Regions from separate parts of the Mus musculus genome. Here region 1 is linked to region 2. Evidence: chromatin contacts called from public Hi-C data. All regions are on one chromosome and are shown on one strand. Each heading gives the region's core, a stretch centred on a gene start, on an enhancer-like site or on the middle of the called end of the contact. The rest is flanking DNA. Distances are from core to core; before and after follow the strand shown. Region 1 overlaps Myh14 (myosin, heavy polypeptide 14). Region 2 holds the start of Mybpc2 (myosin binding protein C, fast-type).

Region 1 (5,978 bases), core at 2,928-5,427, 120 kb before region 2:
CAAACAGGACAGGAAGTGATGGCTTAACAGTGACGTGTGTCAGGTTGGCAAGGGCTGGCGTGTTCTGGTCAGTTTCTATTATCAACCCAGGAAGAGGGATGTCAGCTGAAGTCTTGTGTGTCAGATTGGCCTGTGTGCATGTCTGTAGGGGATCGTCTTGTTGATAATTAATGTCGGAGGACCCAGTCCATTGTGGGTGGTGCCACTCCTAGGTAGGTGTTTCGAGCTGGAGAGCAAAGCATTAAGCAGCATTTATCTATGGTTTTTGTTCCTTTTCCTGTTTGAGTTTCTGCCCTCACCTCAGTGATGAACTGAGCCCTGGAAGTGTGTGCCAAGTAAACCCTTTCTCCCGCTAAGGTGCTTTTGGTTAGAAGGTCTCACCACAGCAGCAGAAAGCAAAGTAGATCAGAAACTGAGACAGGGCCACTTGCTGCCCATAAACTCCCTATGTCACCAAGGATCACTTGAATTCCTAATTCTCCTGCCTCCGTTCCTACCTCCTGAGTGCTGGCGTGACAGGTGTGCACCATGCCTGGTTTATGTGGTGTTGGGGATGGAACCTAGAACCTCACGCATTGCTAGTCAGGTTCTCCACCAACTGAACTACATTTACAATCCTTTCGATTATGATGATGGTGATGGTGATGATTTTGTTTGTTTTAGAAAGAGTCTCATACTGGAGCCCAGACTGGCCAGGATCTGGCTGTGTAGCTAAGGAAAGCCCCAAGCTTATAGCAGTTTTCCTTTCTCAGCCTCCAGAGTATGACGATGGCAAGCACTGGCCCCTTTACCCAGCTGGACCACAGCATCTTTTGAGAGGTTTTGGTATCTTCCTTTTTGGGTGCACTGGGCTCTCAGACAGAGACCTCTAGGTGTATGTGCATCAGCTGGGCTCCACCTCACAATTTGATTCTCCTCGGGAGCTCATGTTGCCTTCAGGGCTCAATCTAGAGTGCTGAGCACCTCAATGTACCTCAGTGTACCCACTCATGGCCACACCTACAGCCATGGCTAGATTTCTTAACTATGGTTTTGTAATTCCCCGGACTGCTAGTCTTTCCCACCAGGCAACTAGCAATACAGAACCTGGCCATGATCATCAGCCCAGCCTCTTGATACCAGATGGCCCATGGTACCCTCCTATTGGGAGCCTGTGTGTACCGGGTTCAGTACTCAATTTTCAGAGTTTGAATGTGCTTTCAGCCTGATTTTTGGGCCACCACAACTTCAGCTACACTAACACCTTCCAGAGAGGACCATGTGTGGTCATCTTCATCCCAAGACTCCAGAGCCTGGCTCTAGACTTTCAGTGTCCACCCATACACATTTAACTTAACTCATTAATTTATTTTGGTGCTGAGATGTGACTGATGGGCAGGTGCACTATCACTGAGCAGCGAACTCAGCCCTTCACTGGGAGATTCCAAGCATACCCTAAAACAGCCATACCCTAACACACCTTGGTTGGTTTTGGCTGCAGAGGACCTACCTCGCCACCATCCACAAGGTGGCGCCAGTTCTCCACTTCTTAGCTCTGGGCTTGCGTGCCCTCCATCTAAGAAGTTTTGTATATTTTTGTTGGAGTGGCAGGCAGATGGGATCATGTGACAGCCTCCTTGTGCTCCACTTGTATGGTCTAGAGCCCAACATCTTTGCATAGACTCTGTTTCATATCAAAGATGAGACAAAAGGTCAGGAAGTCTTGCCTGGGTCCCATCTCCCCTCAGGAGATGGCAGAGAGGTGGTGGACCCCATAACCCTCAGCCAGAAATGCAGATGGACGTGCCCGAAGGCAGCCTGGGGCAGACAGCATTTGGGACCCAACAAGAGAGGACCTCTGTGTGTCTGTCACCTCACTTTGTATCTTTCTCTGCTAACCCTTGGTACTGTGAATGCCAGGCTGGGAAGCTGAACAGTTAGCAGGCACAGGGAACCTGAGAGTCTCTCCTATGAGTAAGAATCTTGAACTCATGAGCCAGGCGTGGTGGCGTGCACCTTTAATACCAGCACTCAGGAGGCAGAGGCAGGCGGATTTCTGAGTTCGAGGCCAGCCTGGTCTACAAAGTGAGTTCCAGGACAGCCCCAGCTATACAGAGAAACCCTGTCTCGAAAAAACAAAAACAAAAAAACCAACCAAACAAACAAACAAAACAAACAAACAAACAAAAAAAAAAGAATCTTGAACTCATGACAGTCCTCTTGCCTCAGCCTTCCAATTTTTGGAACTACAGATATGAACCACTGTACTCAGCTGCATTTCATTTTGGAGGCGGCCCCTGGAGTTGATCACAGGGTCAACTCAGGGTCAGAGTGACCACACACTGACTATAAATTATTCTGTTGTATTTATTTTTACCCACAATGGATGGGGCAACCACAAAGACCCACAGCTGCGCTTCCGCCACAGAGGTGAACTCAGGCCCCGTTTTCTGCAGACCTGGCTGTCACCCCCAGGTTAGCTGAGCTTGGTGCCCAACCCTGCTCCGCCTGATCCCAATGGCACCCCATTTTTGCCAGTTGTACAGACGGATCTCCCAGCCTTGGTCCTGGGAGGCCCCCAGAGTGTCAGCTGCCTAACACAGGCCTTTCCAGCACTCATTGAGCAGCAGTGATCTCTGTCTCGCGCTCTTAGCACTCCAGGCCTCAGCTCCGGGACCCAGGATCTTGTCTGAAGTGGCTCCTGTCAGCTGCAGAGCTCTCAGCGTTCCTGAAACTCCTGTCTCTGCCCTACCCCTCACTCTAAGAGTGTCAAATGAGAGACCAGTGAGTCCAGCCCCTTCCCACTGCCCCCGCTGGGGAAGCTAAGGACCAGACTGAGACTCAGCAATTTTTTTTTTTTTTTTACGTCTTTGATTTATTTATCGTATTTGTATGGATGGTTTGCCTGCATGTGTGTGCCCAAGGATGCCAGTTCGCCTGGAATTGTGAGTCACCATGTGGGTAGTGAAATTTGAACCCTGGTCCCCTATAAGGGTGGCAGCCAGTCCTCTTAGCCACTGAGCCATCTCTCCAGCCTCCATTCAGCAAATTCTATCTCTGAATACCGGGCTTATGTTTAAATATCTGGGGTTTTTGTTGTTGTTGTTGTTGTTGTTTTCTTCTTTTCCACATTTATTTCTTTAGCACTAACATATGCATGCATATGTACTTGGAGGTGGGGACAGCTTTGGGAAGTTGTTTCTCTCCTTCTACACTGCAGGTGCTGGAAAATGAGCTCACGCACTCAGGCTTGGTGGCAAGCCCCTTCTCCAGCCGAACCATGTCACCTACCTTGGATTGCTTTTTGTTGTTGAGACAGAGTCTGTTGTCCAGGCTGGTCTTGAACAACAATCCTCCTGCTTCCATCTCCTGATTGCTGGGATGATAAGCGTGCACCGTCACAGTGACTGAGTGTGTACTTGTGCGAGGGTGCTTGTGCGTGTGCACACAAGTGTGATCCCAGTTCCTCTTGCTGTGCTGTGTGCAGGTCTTTACATGTTCCCGTTTACTGTGTGGCTGACAGGAAAGCTCGCATAACTTCAGCTGGAACCCTACCTCTGCCAGCTTATGGAATGAGTGATCCTGAGTTTGTGAGTTACCTGCCTCAGTTTCTCCATCTGTCACCTTGGGATCATAGGTAGCTGGGTCCACCTCCTGGAGCTGTAGCTGAAGGTCAGGTGCTTGGATTGGATGTGGTACAGGGAAAAGAAAAATACTCTGTGTCTGTTGACTGCGTAAACATCGGAGACGGAGCGGCCGGGGTGGGAACAGTGCACGCGGTGTTGCTCCTTAACGGTGCCATGGAGACAACAGACACAAACACAGCTGCCACAGCCTGTCGTTGACCCCTGCGCTCAGAGGACAGAATGTCTCAAGTTTTGGTAGAACTCTGAGTTAAACCAGCTGCAGGGGCTGAGAGATGGCTCAGCCCTTAGGATCACTGGCTGCCCTTTCAGAAGGCTCAGGTTTGATACCCAGCATCCACATGGTGGCTCACAACCATCTGTAACTCCAGTCCCAGGGGCTCTGCCTCTGTGGGAATTGTGTGCACATGATGCACAGATAATCTATACAACATAAATTAAAAATAAAGGAAAAAATAGCAACAGTTTCCCAGGTCACACAGTGTTTACCCCCCTCCACATAGAAAACACTCCCGTGATAAGTAGTGACACGGATGGTGATAGTCCCTAGACACAGGCTGAGCTGCTCCTCCACAGTGCCCCGGGTGTCCTCAAGGGGGCAGCACAACCTCTGTTCTTTAAGCCCCTGGCATTCTTTTTTTTTTGGTCTGTCTCACACAATAGGTAATAAGAAATCAAATTTAACAGTCTACACAGTGATCCAAAGTTCATAGTTGTAAGTAATCAACCTTAATTGCATGATTTACAACAGTTGAGGGTTTTTGCTTTCTATTTTCAAGTTTTACAAAAAGTGTTCGTGTGTGGGCACAGTAAAAGCGAGCGAAGAGACCGCAGACATTTGCATGTTAAAATCACCCAGGAGTCATTTCTTACCCTCTTTTTTGATTTTTTACCCCTTTGTTAGATGTAAAAATAACAAAAAAATTCTCTCAGGAAACAGAAACCACAATATTATAATACATCAACTTGGCAGCTGCCCCTGTATGTTATGAAAAAGTCATTTTTTTTCTCTACATGTACAAATTATCTTAATACTTGAAGTTTTACCCTTAGACTTATGGAATAGAAAATTTTCTGGAGCACAAAAGTTGACTTGAGGGGTGGAAAAAGGAGGCTTTTTATTTTTATTTTTTTAATGTTTTTAAAAGAATGAACATTTTTGCACCCAGAGAAAAAAATTGGTATATATATATATATATATATATATATATATATGTATGTATATATATGTGTATGTGTGTATGCATGTATATATGTGTGTGTGTGTGTGTGTGTGTATAATTTTATGTAACATTAACCCCTTTTGTCCTCTGGTTTTAGAAATGTTCTTTTTTTTAAAAAAATTCTTTCATAAAGTGAGGAAATAAGCAAAAACGTCAGCTATTAATATTACATATTTTCATTAATTAAAAAAAAATTAACAAACCCTATCGGAGGGGCAAGGCAGGAGCATATGGTTGGCTTCAGACCTCAGATGCCTCCCAGTGCGCACTTGAACCACACACACAAGGGGAAAAAGAGCTGGGGTAACCAGCCATAGCAAAAATATGTTCTTTTCTATCTGTCATCCCTCAGGTTCATCTGGCATGTTTGCTTTAAACCATAAATGGCTATTGCACAGTTCTTACATGTCCCAAGGAAAATAAATGGGTCTTTTAGGCTAAGAAAGATTTTTAAAAAATTGTTTTCAGTACAAAAAGTCTTGTTTAGAGAAAATAATCTTTTGCTCCCAAAATACTACAGGGTGTCGCTCGTGTGTGTTTAGTGTACTTGTGAGAGGTTTGAATTCAAGTCTGCATTATCGCTGCTCAGTCCCAGGGCCGTGGCGAGGCACTTGCCCCGCGGAGGTTTGCCGTGCCTGGATTGCTGGCGACCTGTGAACGCATTGAATTCTGGGCTGGGCTGGCAAAATGCCCTCGTTCCATGGGGTTGGCAGCCTGGGCAGCTGCCAGTCCAGGATGTGGGGAACTGGTCTGTGGAGAAACATGGTGTGAAGAAGGCTGAGGCTGCATCCTCGGAGATGGGCTAGAATGGGGGGTGGGGTAGGGCTGAGACTGTGGTCGGAGAAGGGACAGGCTCCGGAGAGCGCACTTCATTGGAGAGGATTTGTTGACTTTGCCGGTGTGGGAACTGTGCCTGATTTGGGAGTATATGCTGCTCTGGACTCAGGGTTTGGACTGAGCAGGAGACCCCATCTGTTGTTGAAGAAGTTGCTGCTGATAGGCCTGTAGACTGGCTCCTGCCTCAGCCCCTAGAGCCTGGGGAAGCTGACCCATTTGTCCCATATTTCCTTGCTGCATTCGAGGATGCCACCGCCGCCGCTGCTGGGATGGATAGCCAGTTTCTTGGGGATGC
Region 2 (6,666 bases), core at 1,535-4,034:
TTTTAACAATCGTCCTGCCTCGGCCTCCTGAGTGCTGGGATGACAAGGGTGCACCATCACACCAGGTTTTTTCCTTTTTTGAGAGATTTTACTATGTAACCCGGGCTGGGCTATTCTCAAGCTAGTGGCAGTCCTCTTGCCTCAGGCTCCTCTTGCCTCAGGCACCCCTTGGGACCCTCTGGGACCTATGTCCGAGATGAATGGCTGGGTAAGGTAGGGTGGGAGGTTCAGTGAACCTTATAGGTTGGGCCCTTCCTTCTGGGATCCCTTGATCATATGGGAAGTTCTCTAGGCTCTCAGCAGCCCTGCATTCACACACTGACTGAGGCGCGACCTGTATGTTGTGTTTGAGGGGGATGTGTGGCAGAGGTATGGCTGTGGCAAGGCCGGTGCCTTTTATTCTTGAGATTGAGTCTTATGTAGCTCAGGCTGGTCTTGAACTCACTCTCACTGTGTAGCTAGGGAAGACCTTGAGCCCTTGCCTCAGCCAGAATGCTCAGATGTCAGGCAGCGCACCACGTGACTGTTTCTTTCCATTGTCTTGTCTTTTTGTTGTTGTTGTTTTCGAGACAGGGTTTCTCTGTGTAGCCCTGGCCGTTCTGGAACTCACTCTGTAGACCAGGCTGGCCTTAAACTCAGAAATCCACCTGCCTCTGCCTCTCAAATGCTGGGATTAAAGGCGTGCACCACCACGCCCTTTTTCCTTTTTCTTAAGTCAAGGTCTATTTGTGTAGCCCAGGCTGGCTTCAAGCTCATGACACTCTTCCTGCCTCTGCGTCTGGAACTATGAACATACCTTACTACTCTGTGCTTACCCACGCCATGGGTAGACAGACTTCTAGACTTGGTCAACCCCCACCCACAAGGCAGGCAAATTAAGTCCCTGCAGGTGCTTTCTTTGGAGGAAAGCCCGCTTTCATAGTGATCTGTCAAGCTAGAAAGCACTCCCGCCACCCAGATATCTAAGTGTGAATCTTTGGACAACTGGTGACTTCTGGCCAGCTTTTCTGGGGCCGGCCTCTGTCCAGGTGTCTGCCCAGGACCCTGCTCAGTGCCTGTCTGTCTCACACCAGTGACTTCCTCACACCCGCCTGTTCAGGCCCAGTCTTTTCCGTTCAAGTGCTACAGGCCAAGTAGGCTCAAACTGTGGGTTTGTCTTGGGCATCCACAGCAGAATCAGAACCCAGAGCTTTGAAGCCTGAGTGAGGGGAGGGGGGCACTCAGGCTTCCGTCTCTCTGAGAAACAGACGATGAAGAGGCCCTTAAAACTCTTTGCAACCCCATGAGCCTCCCCAATGAGCCTGTGACACACCGGAACTCACCTCTGTGGGTGGCCGGGAGGGGGAACAGGGTCATGGAAGATCCAGATGTCCATGTGGTCAAGGCTAAACTGTACTAAATAAAATTATTTCTCATCACCACTATACATGCATAATAAATAAAGTGTACATCAAAATTAAGCCGTCTTGGGACCCTTTATTAGGAACTGTCCCCTGCACCTCCACATGAACTCTTCTGAGACTGTGGCAGTCATAGGGAGGGAGGGGGAGGGAGGGGGAGGGAGAAAGGAAGGTGGTGGGCCAGGCTAGGGCTTGAATGAGGAAACCATTGTTTCCCACCTTGCTTTTCTGCTCACCCCTCCATTCCAGACATCTGACTGTTCGGTTTTTGTTTTTTTGTCTTGAAGATAGGCTCTTCCTTACGTTGTAGTTCAGGCTGGTCTTGAAGTCACTCCAATGGCCCTGTCTCAGCTCAGTCTCTGGAATTCCGGGTTACAGGGGTGTGTTACTACAATGGGTTGCTGTGCAACTTGCCTGCTCCCTAGGGAGCGAGGTGGAAGTTTTTGCACTGCAACCAATGGTGTGACAGGACTTTGTGCCCCCAGAAGCCAGGAAGCTTCCGGCTGTTAGGGGATCTTTTTTTTGAAAGTAGAAAGGAGGGAGGGACACAAAGAGTAAAAGGGGGGGGGGAGGACAGCTTGTCTTCGATACCCTGGTTCCTTCCTCTGACACCCTTCTGGGCCAGCCACACCTGTGGTTCCCCAAGTGTCCCTCTCCTCCTCCTTACCCGCTCCTCCCCTCTGGTGCTGGGAAGGAGCCGGGCCTGGGCAGCTCTCCAGGGCCTTCCCGGCCTCTCTGCACTTGGCCGGTGACGGGCAGCCGGCCAGGCCGCTCCCATTGGGACCCGGATCAGAATAGGGCGGGAGGGACACCGAGAACTCTTCCCTGAGGCCGGCACCCGTCCTGCCTACGCGGGGGAAATCGGACTATCCTTCCCGTCTCTGGTTTCTAGAAAACTCCTGACTGGGGCTAAGAAAGGCTTCCAGAACCCGCCCCGCTTGCCCCGTGCACCTGAGACTCCCAGCCCCCCACGCCCGTTCCCAAGACCCAGGATTTCCCTCCCTTTTTTCCTTTTCTCTTTTCCTCCTCGTTCTTTGCCCCCACACAAGTGCCCTCTCTGCTTCCCCCCTCTCCCCATCTTGTGCTCTGGCCACTTCTCGTTCCTCCTTCTCCCCCCCACTTCATCCAGGACCTAAGAATCTGGACCCCTGTGCCCCCAGACTCTGGGGTTCCAGTTCCCCTCTTTCTGCGGTCACGCAGTCTTCACCTTTGCACCTCCACAGACTCAGGTGTCTAAGCACCACATCCCATCCCCACTAGGGCCTTGGCATCCCTCCACTCCTGCCTGCTCGCTATTTCTCGCCCTTTAGAGCATGCAAGAGGAATGCGGGGCGGCCCTGCGCTGCCTCCTGGGAGTCTCGAGACTCCATAAAGGGCTCCTCCTGGAGACCCACCTGTCCCTGCTAGGGCCTGGTTAGAGCCACTGCGGTCCCAAGTCCTGGGAGCAGGAGAAGGTCGCCGACATGCCTGAGGCTAAACCAGGTGGCTGGCCCGAAACCTTCTTGGGGGTGGGGGTGGGGATGGGGTGGAGGGTAGGGTGCACACAAGGGGATTTCTACTATGGGAGGAGGGGGTCCTTTGCCTGTTCCTACATCTAGGTAGAGTGTAGGTTCCTTTCCTGCTTGGGGAAGAGGGACCCTTTCTGTGTGCACAGATGGGTCCCTTCCTAATGCAGGACCATGAGGTCTATTGTCTGTGTAGGGTCAGGAGTCCCCTTCCTCTTCGGGGACTGGGAGACCCATCTTGGGTAGAAATCTCAGTTGTGCAATTATAAATTGGCCTCGGTTTTCTTTCTCTCTCCCCTTCTCTCTTTGCTCTCTCACCCCACCCCTGCCCCCAAGCCCTCCAGGCTGTCCTCAAAGTCTGCAGCCTAGGCTGGCCCCAAACTCACTCCGGAGCTAAGGCTGGCTGGGAAGTCCTAAAATCATACTGCCTCAGTCTACCAAGACTGGACGGCAGGCATGGGCTACTACACCCTGCTGGGGGTGTGTGTGTGTGTGTGTGTGTGTGTCTCCTTTTCTTCTTTCCTTTCCTTTCTTTTTTCTCCCCATCCCCTTTTTCTTTTTGGTTTTTCAAGACAGGGTTTCTCTGGTGTATCCCTGGCTTTGGCTGTCCTAGAACTAGCACTGTAGACCAGCTTGGTCTCAAACTCACAAGAGATCCACCTGCCTCTGCCTCCCATGTGCTGGGATTAAAGGCGTGCACCACCATGGCCTGGCAATATAATTTTTTTTTTCTATGTGGGTGTCTCTTTTTCTTGAGGCTGACAGGATCTTGCTTGTGCATTGCTGGGGCTCAGCTTGGGGACAGGGTCCTCTCCAGGTGGGCGAGCACCCTCGAGGTAGTTGAGTCTCCTCACTGAGTGAAGATTAGGATCATAGGGTGCTTCTATGGACACAACAGGACTCCATGTGCATGGAACGATACTCTTCTGTGTAAATATGAGAACCCCTTTGGTGTGCGCATTGGACTTCTGTGAAGGAATCGTGTGTCTCTCTTCCATGGGTGGGGCCCTCTTTTTCCTGCTGTGCTGGGGAAGGAATCCAGAGCCTCCTACCTGCTTGGCAAATACTGGCCATGTCCCAGCACCCCCGTCTCTCTTCATGTGCAGTTAGGCACGGGAGGCATTAGGTCCTTAGGGGGCAGGGATAGTCTATATGCTGGTTAGGGCTTTCTCCTTTTGTGGAAGTGGGCACTGCACACAAGCCCTGGTGTCACCTACCCCTAGGTGGCTGTTCCCCTGGGGTCAGCCCAGTCTGGCTGAGGTAGAGACCAGCTCCCTTGCACAGACTGACCCATGGATCAGTGACCCGCACCACAAGGGAGACTGCTGTGGTCAGCACCAGTGTCTAGTTTCCAGCCCAAGGGAAGGGCTAATTATACCCCAAACCTGAAAGGTCAGGCTGATGGCCAGAGCCTGGGGTGAGGCTACAAGGGGAGGGGGAACCTGACTCCATACTCAGGGTTGGGATCAACTTATGCCTGGAATGGGGGATCTGTACCCCACCATACCTACCTCCATCTGAGGGAAGAGGGTCTGGGGAAGAAGATTTGAGGCCTGGACCCCTGGTTCTGAGAATGAAGGTTTGGGTCTGGCCTCTGGATTCTGGGGAGAGAACCATTTTCTCAATGTCTATGTTACAGCGGCCAAAAAGGCCTCCAAAGGCAAAGATGCCCCAAAGGAAGCCCCTGCAAAGCAGACTCCTGAAGAGCCCCCCAAAGGTGAGGTGCCCCCAGGGCTCTGCCAGCTCTCCCGCCCCCCCCCCCCCCGCCCTTCTCCACACTGCTGTAGACTTTCCTTGCCTCTTTCCTATAGCTGTTCCCACACAGGGTCAGAGCGCCACAGTCCTTCCTGGCTTCCCGACATCCCAGGCTGGTATCTTACTCTGAGCAATGTCTCAAGCAATTCTTGCCCAGTTCCCAAAGGCTGTGCCCATATTTACATGCCCTTTATTATACCGAAGTCCATTCAAGACCATCCTGACCATAACCTGCTGGTCCACAGATGGGGAATCTGAGGCCCTAGGGGCTGAGGGGGCCAGCAAAGCTTATGCCTTCTGGATTAAAAGCCAAGCCATCCCTACGATTTCTGCTTACTGACCCCTCCCGATCAATGCTGACTCCCGAATCCTTTCTCCTGAGCAGAGGCCCCACCTGAGGACCAATCCCCAACTGCGGAGGAGCCCACAGGCATCTTCCTGAAAAAGCCGGACTCTGTGTCAGTGGAGACTGGTGAGCACTTGGGAAGAACAATCTAGAACTTGAGTCTGAAGGACCAGAGTTCAGTCTGGACCCCTGGATCTGAAGGAGGAGGACTAGGGAGGACTCCTGGATCTGAGGGTGGAGAGTTAGGCCTGGATCCCGGGGTCTTGAGCTCAGGGTAGTCTCTGGAGTGCTGGGTTCCTCACTACCTCTCTCCTGCAGGGAAAGACGCGGTGATTCTGGCCAAGGTGAACGGGAAGGAGCTCCCAGGCAAGCCGACCATCAAGTGGTTCAAGGGGAAGTGGCAGGAGCTGGGCAGCAAGAGCGGAGCCCGGTTCATCTTCAAGGAATCTCATGACTCTACCAGCAATGTGAGACCCCGACGGGACCAGAGGCGGGTCTGGCTACCGAGCCGGTGCTCGTGGAGCTATGGCACCCCCTAGAGGGTGACTGAGATCTACAGCGCGGACTAACTAGGGCCGGCTGGCGCAGTGCTTTGGGGCCGGGGTGGGAATTTGGGGACTGTGAGTCTCAAGCACCCGCCACCCTGGCCCCCAGGTGTACACCGTGGAGCTCCACATTGGGAAGGTGGTCCTAGGGGACCGCGGGGATTACCGTCTAGAGATCAAAGCCAAGGATGTCTGCGACAGCTGCTCGTTCAACGTGGATGTGGAGGGTGCGCTAGCGGGGGCGCTGGCGGGGGCGCAGGCGGGGCCGGGGGAACTGGCTGGAGTGGGAGGTTCTAGGCAGCTGGGATGGATGCAGGTGTGGAGTTGGGGTAATCTCTTAGAGGAGAGGGTCCAGACTCAGTAATGGGAAAGGGGGAGACAAGGTCTCCAGGCTTTGCATAGGAGATATAGACGGGGGTGGGGGTGGGGGGGTGGGTGGGGTGTTACAGGTGTTTAGCAATTTGGGGTGCCCATGCAAAAGTTTAGGAGGCTTCCAGGATTGTGTGAGCTGAAGGCTTGGGTAGACAAGGCCTCCTGGCTCATAGGGTTTGGGTGTATGGGTTCAAGAAGGGGTGCAGAGCCCAGGCAGTAAGGACCCTGCAGCCTCTGGGGTTCGGCAGCTCAAAGTGTGTGGGGCTTGAAAATAGGAGTGGCAGAAATGAAGTTGCCCTGGCCTGGGGAGTAAGGAACTGGCTGGCTGGAGGGTGGGCGTGGCGACCAGTGGGCTGGAAACTATGAATTGTAGAGAAGTTGTGCTGTTACATGCTTTACACCCAGCAATGAAGATGGGGCAGGATGGTTGGTGCCAGCCCCAAGTGAGCCTGGGTTACACCTGCCTCAAAATAAACAAGTAAATTAAATAAATAAAGTGATTTTTAAAAAAAAGAAGGAAGGGAGATGTAGAAAGGTCTCTGTTCCAGACACACACACACACACACACACACACACATGAGGGAGAGAGAGAGAGAGAGGGAGAGAGAGAGAGAGAGAGAGAGCTGTCTAGGCCTGCAGAGAGGGTGTGTTGGCCTAAAGAGGGAGGAAAGTGAATTGTGAATGCTTTGGTGGGATATCCTGGTCCTTGTTTGCCTCACTGTCCCCCATCATCTGTCCCCAGC

Evidence for each region. A called contact is a pair of places that touch in the nucleus more often than the background predicts.
Region 1: a Hi-C map of uterus shows a contact between it and region 2, with 2.9 times the contacts expected there. The contact joins the enhancer-like site here to the promoter of Mybpc2 in region 2. A contact is called at or near these places in 22 of 39 promoter capture datasets (the 3T3-L1 cell line, 3T3-L1-derived adipocytes, the C10 cell line and 14 more), 8 of 15 datasets of contacts at CTCF or cohesin (embryonic stem cells, hippocampal excitatory neurons, large pre-B cells and 2 more), 116 of 484 Hi-C or Micro-C datasets (the 63-12 cell line, the AML12 cell line, B cells and 59 more), 18 of 115 datasets of contacts at active chromatin or transcription factors (bone marrow-derived dendritic cells, embryonic hindbrain, embryonic stem cells and 5 more) and 4 of 9 other capture datasets (adipose tissue, embryonic stem cells, liver and 1 more).

Annotation. Positions count from the first base shown.
Region 1 is chr7:44,645,745-44,651,722 of GRCm38.p6, reverse strand. The region is part of intron 10 of Myh14 (myosin, heavy polypeptide 14); the gene reads left to right. It also overlaps the pseudogene Gm18256. Among named protein-coding and RNA genes, the nearest start is that of 2310016G11Rik, 19 kb to the left of the region's middle. Within about 2 kb of position 4,177, at least 18 of the 459 cell types and tissues checked have an H3K27ac peak or open chromatin away from gene starts, as enhancers often do. A contact at or near this core is called in the CH12 cell line, cerebellar granule neurons, cerebellum and 4 more, where this site is marked.
Region 2 is chr7:44,520,787-44,527,452 of GRCm38.p6, reverse strand. Mybpc2 (myosin binding protein C, fast-type) reads left to right here and starts at 2,784. Exons shown (of 28, transcript NM_146189.3): 1 at 2,784-2,882; 2 at 4,545-4,622; 3 at 5,046-5,132; 4 at 5,325-5,473; 5 at 5,661-5,778; 6 at 6,666. The coding sequence starts at 2,864. It overlaps Spib (Spi-B transcription factor (Spi-1/PU.1 related)), which reads left to right. Exons shown (of 6, transcript NM_019866.1): 6 at 1-1,458.